Linked DNA regions of Sus scrofa: region 2 is linked to region 1. Evidence: chromatin contacts called from public HiChIP or PLAC-seq data. All regions are on one chromosome and are shown on one strand. Each heading gives the region's core, a stretch centred on a gene start, on an enhancer-like site or on the middle of the called end of the contact. The rest is flanking DNA. Distances are from core to core; before and after follow the strand shown.

Region 1 (3,802 bases), core at 409-2,908:
GTGGAAATAAATGTGACCAGTATCCATGAGGATGCGGGTTCAATCCCTGGCCTTGCTCAGTGGGTCAGGGATCTGGTATTGCTGCGAGCTGTGGTGCAGGCTGCAGATGTGGCTCAAATCCTGAGTTACTGCAGCTGTGGCTTAGGCCAGCGGCTATAACTCTGATTCGACTCCTAGTCTGGGAACTTCCATAGGCCACAGATGCGGCCCTAAAAAGCAAAATACCTTCCTGGAGCCCAAGGGTGAGAGGCAGTAATTTTCCTCCTTCTCAACATATTTGTTCCCAATTTTATACACTTTTCCAGCACAGTAAAAGGATTGGGGCAAACCCTAAAATCAGTTGGCAATTACTTTACAAGCTATGAATAATACGAAAATTCCCTAGTTACTTTCTCTGAGCACCTGAGACTTTTTTTTCCCATTAGAAAAGACCCATAGGTTCCTCAATTAGGATGTATTTTTCTTCCTTTTTAACCGTACCTTTTAAAGGCTTGTGAAGTTCTACCTTACATTTATTGCCTAATAGACTTGAAAGGCAGGAGAAAAGTGGCAGCAAGAACAGCTGAATGGAATTGTTGATTATGATTGACAAAGAGCTGCAGTGTGAGAGAGAAACAAAGGGCCTCTGTGTTGGTGGGGAGCATGTGACCAGCTGCCCCACTTCGGCCAGAGCAGTTCCATTTGTTAGTCTACTTTTCTGGATTTTCTTCAAGATTCTTATTGAACCTGTTCCTTTCCACAGCCCTTCCCACCTTCCCCTAGTCCTCATAAGGAATAAGCAAAAGAGGGACCCCTAAGAATAGCCTTAGCAATTGTTTTATTCTCTTGACTTCCCCCCCAAATGTTTTGTAAAGCATAGTCTCCAAATATATTTTATCAAGGAATTAATGCATAAAACATATGATCCCACATAAAAATTATATTCATGAAATGCTTATGTTAATACTATGTGCTAATACATTACAGGTCTTAACACAGAGAAAGAAAGTAAAAGAGTGACACAAAATAAACATAAATGGAATTTTTCTCATTTCTCCTTTGCACCTTAATGCATCATTTGTGTCTTTCAAGGGTATTTGCACCCTGTCCTGGAGGCTCCTGACTGAAAGACAGTTAAACTTTCTGAATTTAATGTCACTAGTAAAAATAGTGGTTTTCCTACCATTTCTCCTAATTGCTGTATCAAACAAGGTAATAGATATGCAATTTCCTGCCTGTTTCTCCTAATGACTATAAATATCAAACAAAGCAATGGATTTGTAATTGTTCTGTAAAGGATAACATGGAATAGAAATATAGGGCAATATTGTTATTCTTTTTAAAGACCACAGTGGGTAGGGTTATTTTCCCCCATAATTTATTACATCAGCAAAACGAATTCACTACAGACTCATTTCCCTTTTGCCCTCCTCTACCGTATAAATGATCTCTGGTGAAAATCCAAGCCTGTTATTTAAGATTTTAGTGAATAATTTTCCCACTCTTGGTCTCAAGATTTTAGGAACATAAAAGGTAAGAAAAGAACAATTCTAGGGTTGAAGGAATGTAAAAGATGACCTCAGCTTGTGTTCTTATTTTACAGATGAAGATACGGAAGCTCAGAGGGCTGAGTGATTTTCCCAGAATCACACAGCTGGCAAAGAGCCACATTAGGACCTAAGTTTCCAATTTTGCAATCAGTTCTGCCTTTTCAGTGGTGATTCGCACCATGCCTAGTGCTCTAGTAAACCATTCATTCCTCATTGGCTGTTTGTTTCTTTCAGTAGCAAATCACACCCTGATGAAATCCAGTCTATATTTTCCATCACCAAAAATTCTCTCCCTTTTCATTTTTTTAAATCTTATCTTACGAGTCAATCCCATTCCCAAACTGTCTCCAGTTCTTTCTTAGATTTATTCTACTCCTGGTCTGATGGCCTTGTTAACTACCAGTAATATTTTCTTGTCAGGAAAGAACTGGGGATTAGATGTCCAGAAATGGACACCTAAAGTGTCACAGTGGTGTCTGGCCCTTTCAAAGCCCTGACGGCTCTTGTGTAAGTCACTGAAAGTAAAATAACCTCAAAGAGGGTACAAATGAGAAGGTAAAAATAACCAGAAGTGGGTGTGCCTGTTTTGGAGAGGAGAGTTTAGAAATAAGTTATAAGGAGTTCCTGTCATGGCTCAGCAGAACAAATTTATCATCTGTGAGGACACAGGTTCGATCTCTGGCCTCACTCAGGGGGTTAAGGATCCAGCATTGCCATGAGCTGTGGTGTAGGTTGCAGACATGGCTCAGATTTGGTGTTGCTGTGGCTGCGGTGTAGGCTGGCAATTATAGCTCTGATTCGAACCCTAGCCTGGGAACTTCCATACACGACAGGTGCATCCCTGAAAAAATAAACTAAACTAGAATAAGTTATGAAGATAACAAGAGCAAAGGCGGATTAAATGGATGTATGAACCCTCCTAGAGGCTGTTTCTTCTCTAGGGCTTGTTCCTCTAGTCAAGAAGGGCTTTTTCTTTCTTATTTTTCCTATTGATTCAGGCAGCCACTTCTCACCTCTCAACCTACTCACCCAAAGCAATCTCTGATCTAATATGAAACGGTGCTCATGCTCCATTTTCCCTGACTTAGGCTGTTTGTAGGTATTTAATGGAAAAAATGTTCTCTATGAGGAAGATATATTAAATCTCAGGATCCATGTTTCTATCGTGATAAAAATAAATTAATGGATTCACTTAGTAAAATGTCTTTAAAAGAAGCCTTGACCCAAGTTGTCACTATAAGATGAAGCAGAGACCCAAAGCAACGAGCTAGCAAGATTTTGTGTGTGTGATTTCTATTCATTCTTGCCTTTGTTCTCATAAAGTATCCACATGGTGTGTAATAGGATCAGAATGCAAATAACCAGGTCACCACTGCAACTTCTGAGAGCAAAGAAAAATTTATGTATACTGTTACTAATTTGTCTCGGGGGGGGGGAAATATCTGGTCCTTTAAGTATTCATACCATCCTGTTTGTGCATGGAAGAAAGTGAAACATCTTCCAGTTTGTCCTCCCCTCAACCTGAGTGTATAGCACATAGCCATACAGTATGTTTGACACCAAAGACGTAGCAGGACCCCAAGCACAGAGTAGGTGTTCCATAGATGATTATTATGTTTAACCCACTGATGTTCAAGCCCAGGAAAACTGCACTCAAGAGGCTAAAATGTTCATCTTTCTCTAAAAATTAATGTTACAACACAAGCTCAAATTTAAAAAAAAAAGAAATTATAAAATGATGCATTTGAGGAGGGGGAGATAGGACAGCAGACACGAGACTCCGAGAACCAGTCTGAAACATTTCAAAAGTGAAAGAAATGAAAGCTTAGGATTGCTTAGCATGTGTCATAAGACTCTGAAGACAACAGCTCTGTTAAATAATCACTGGCGAGGTGAACCTTGAACACAAAAGATGGAGGAGTGAGAGGGGTAGGGCAGGAGGTCCCTGTAGGATCCTGGAATTTCCTGCCCCCTGCCTTCTCTTCGTCCCCTCTCATTCCAGACCCCACATGTTGGCTCGGAGTGCAGGGAGTGCTCAGGCTCAATTTGGCAGGCTTATCCCACTGGAGTTCACTGGAAGAGAAGAAGGAATGACTCCTTGCTTCTCCACCTCTCACTTCTCTACTCTTACCAAAAATTAAATATACATGATGGCAAGGAAACAATCTCTCTGCTATGCCCTGATGTACCATACAGTGTGGTTCAAGCATGTCTGCTGGCTTTTGTTAGGGAAGTTTCTTGCTTCAGAGCACACATGTCCTTAAGCATATGTT
Region 2 (3,969 bases), core at 413-2,912, 420 kb before region 1:
ATACATGAAACCATCTTAAGTAAAAATATTTTTCTCATAATATACCAGAAGAGGGAGCTAAATAGACTCATGTCAAATTCCTCAAACTGCAGAATATGAGTAAATGAGTAAATGAAAATAGCTACATGTGTAGTCTGTTTATCAGCCATCAATAAACTTTTAGACACTTAAGGTTCATAAAGGTATGTACTTTTATCTAGGAATAGTTTATATAATCTAAGAAAAACTGAATACTGACAACGTCATCTCAATGAGATCTTAGTGGTGTGATTCTTTATTATAAGCCACGTACCAGGTTAATAAGCAAATGTCTAATGAAGCCCATCTTTCTAGTACTGAGTCAGCATGGGAAAAGAACAGATTCACAAGACAAGAGTAAAGTCAGCTTATGTTGTTAAATTTTAACCTCATTTCTGTCATTTTGAAAACCCAAACCCTAGACTCTAAGACCCCTTTAGGTTGCAGTATTCCCTGAGATAGACTATAATGTGATCTTGCCACCTAACTCTATTAGCCATTCTAACTGCCCACGATAAAAGGAGAAGAGCTATGTTACGGAAGGAAATCGTAGAGCAGCACCCTCCCATAAAACCTGCTGTGATGATGGAATGTTCTATTAGTTGTGCCACCCAACAGGTGCTGCTGAGCACTTGAAAGTGGAGCTACTGCAAAGGAGGAAGTGAATTTTTTAATACTTACTGATTTAAAGTGAAATAGGTCTATCTGGCTGGTGACCACGGTATTGAAGAAGCCTATAATCTGAGCCAGGGCAAATTTTGCCAACAGTAGCTAAAAGATTCCCAAGTTGACTTTGTGCTACAAAGAGCCCATGATAAAGCTGTCCCCGAGAACAAGGAACCAGACATGGGCTTCAGCACCTGAACTCAGGGCATACAAAGGTTATCACTCAGTTTCCTGGGCCACTTTGTCCCATGGCAACAGCACTCAAACACATTTTACAAAGGCATAAAGGCAGGACAGATATGCCGCTAGATGCCATAATGATGGTCACGATGAGGAGAGCTGAGTGGGAACATCACCGCACCCGTGTTTTTCCCCCGCCTGCCTGCACCAATGGATCACGGGGAGAACCTGTGGAAGACAGATGCCTGGGTACGACCACAAACTCCCTGAATCAGGAGAGCCAGGAAGGGAACCAGCAATCTGTTTTGGGTTAACAGTACATTTTAGGACATGCTATTAGGAGAAGCAAATCCATCTGGGTAACCCTCACCCCCTGCCTGACAAAAATCCAGCAATAACTTCGGCCAAAATCTATAAAAATATGAGGATACCTGAAAAAGTGCTAGAAACACCAATACCTTGCAAGGTTTGTAGTCTTGAGCATTGAAAGCACGGTTAAGATTTAAAACAAGAAATACTAGAAAATGAAAGAGCACAACATTTCATTTCCTCTGACAAATGATCAACTACTTCCCTTTGCCTGAGCTGATCAGCTCACAAAAACCTCCTCCCCCGTAAATGCTTTCTACACTGTGCAAAATATCATCCCAGCAGCATAAGGTGACAGAAGGAAAACATAAAGGTAGGGACATGTTACTAATGGGGGCTCACTGTAGTGTTTCTCCATGGTCCTCTCAAACTTACAGAGCTCACAGCACATGCCAAGGTCCAGAAAGCTAAAAGCTAAACAGCAAACACAGGAACCCACAAATCCACACAACACTCGTCCAACCAACATGCCTAGTTCCTCCTTCCTGTTCTTCATAAATTACACAGGCATTTTTTTTTTTAATAAAGTTGGCAACTGAAAATGGAATTACTTAATCAAGGTTTATCGCCTTGTAGAATCTTATCAACACAATCATTTCTGCAGGCAAATATGGAAGTTAAGTGATAATTAGAGATTTCACTTAACAGTGATTGAAATATGCATCTGACAGTTGTTCTATTACTGGGTTGGCAAATACTACATATAAAGTTGTTTCTACTGCTCTTATTTCTTCACTTCAGCTTGAAGAAGGTGGGGGTGGGGGGCACACTACCTTATTTCCTTAGCCTTTCAATGTGTCTCTGGCAAATATGGTAGTTACCTTTCCATATCCTGAGCTGCAAAATACCACTGGTTTTACTCATTCAAATGCTACATGAAGTTTCTAAAAAGCATTGTGATGGCGACCAGGTCCTTGCAACAACACCTCACAAAGTGCACCCTGGAATATTTTAATAAGAAAAAACTAGACCATATAGTGTGGAGTACAGGTACTCCTTTTGTACTATATTGACTGAACATATCACTGAATTTTTAATATTGAAGAAAGTATATTACCCAAGTAGAGAAATCCATCCTACCTGATCAAAGTTTTGCCATGGGAATGTTAAAAGGTAAATTTTACAAAGAGAGAAGACTTTTTAAAGTAACAATTCAAGGATTTCCTATTCTCTAGCACAATATCTATGATTCAATCCATTTCCCCTTTAAAATGTTTAAACATAGGGAATGAGGAAGCACTACACAAGAAGCCTTTAAAGTTCACATTTTCCACTTTGGGCACCAGGATCAATTAGCAGCGAAAGTCGAAAATGCCGTTCTAAAGCAAAATACTAATTATTTCAACAACCCTAAAATCCACCATTCCTTTAATTTTATCAAATATACAAGGTCAATATTTACATTTCTGTTAGATCCCACCTTAGGAAATTCCAACAGGAAATGACAGTTGCTAGGAAGTACCAAATTTGGCAAGTTGTCCTCTGAAAAGTCCATGATAAAGTACCATATCACACAGTTCAATAAACTAAAATGTGATATAACTAAATATGCATATTTAAATATACAGAGATTATATATGGCGACTATCAAACAAAACACAAATTACCAGAGCATGATTCTCATCAAGTTGACACATCAATTCTCACTTGATTTCGCCTTCCAGACAGACTTTTACACCTGAATGAAGAATTTTTTTTTTTTTTTTTAAATCTGGCTGTAGCCAGTGTGTATGTCTGGATAGCCAAGTCTACTCTTAAAACTCTGGGTGAATTTTCAACTCCCCTACTTCAGTCCAACATCAGTTTTTCATTTGGGGAATCATTTTTCATCAGAAGAAATCTGTATCGCTTAAGGAGAAAGAAGACAAGAAGAGCAGAAGGCTCTAAAAGCGGTGGTGAAGCCAAGACATGTATTATTTCAAAGGAAAAGGGGAATTGGTCCTTAACAAGGACACCAGTGAACGAGGTGTCCCAGGTTGCAGAAGAAATTTTTGATGACACATCAGAGCTGCATTTTCCACTAGGTCTCCCCACTCCGCTCTCCCCTCCCCACTTGCCCTGGTGACAACCAATCACATGGAACAGAAGAGCCCTTCTCTCCCAACTTAGGCCCTTCCCATACCACTAACACGGACAGGCCTGAACAGTCCTTGGGCACCAGTGGCGTGTGGGAGACAGTGGCATTCCTCACGGTAAACGGTGCCAACACCGCTACAAAGTGCAAGATGAAACCAGCACACAGCTGCACCTTTTGGAGCCTTCTCCATTAAAAAAAAAAAAAAAAAAAAAAAAAAGATATTTTAGAGTTACTGCCTGGCACGGATGAATGGAAAATTTAAGCTGAAATTCTGGACTCCAGAGACTGCCCAAGCCAAGTATTTCATTACTGATGGAAGGAGCTTGGAAGTACATAAAAAACTGCCACTTACCTTTTAAAATGTAACACAAATACACAGAAAGTATATGCAAAGTGTGGATCAATATTAAATTAAGATGCTTGTCTTTTAACTGTTGCTCAATCAAAACTTTACTCCTGTCTGACACAATCTCCCTCATTCTTTCAAATGAAAAAAATGTACATTCTGGTGGGCAAAAATCTAAAAAAACCCCAAATACTTTCCTTAAATACACCTTATAAGCACGTTCATACTTTATGCCTATATGGCTAATATCTTGAACGTTTAAACTTCTCAAGTTCTATGGGCAAAGCCATAACGAATGCTGGCTAAGATAATG

What was found. HiChIP or PLAC-seq counts read pairs in DNA pulled down with a chosen protein or histone mark.
Region 2: a contact with region 1 is called in an H3K27ac HiChIP or PLAC-seq map of alveolar macrophages. The contact joins two enhancer-like sites. A contact is called at or near these places in 2 of 2 datasets of contacts at active chromatin or transcription factors (alveolar macrophages and skeletal muscle).

Annotation. Positions count from the first base shown.
Region 1 is chr16:46,070,872-46,074,673 of Sscrofa11.1, reverse strand. No RefSeq gene overlaps it. Among named protein-coding and RNA genes, the nearest start is that of PIK3R1, 360 kb to the left of the region's middle. Within about 2 kb of position 1,658, at least 13 of the 83 cell types and tissues checked have an H3K27ac peak or open chromatin away from gene starts, as enhancers often do. A contact at or near this core is called in alveolar macrophages, where this site is marked.
Region 2 is chr16:46,490,619-46,494,587 of Sscrofa11.1, reverse strand. The region is part of intron 2 of PIK3R1 (phosphatidylinositol 3-kinase regulatory subunit alpha); the gene reads right to left. Among named protein-coding and RNA genes, the nearest start is that of PIK3R1, 58 kb to the right of the region's middle. Within about 2 kb of position 1,662, at least 7 of the 83 cell types and tissues checked have an H3K27ac peak or open chromatin away from gene starts, as enhancers often do. A contact at or near this core is called in alveolar macrophages, where this site is marked.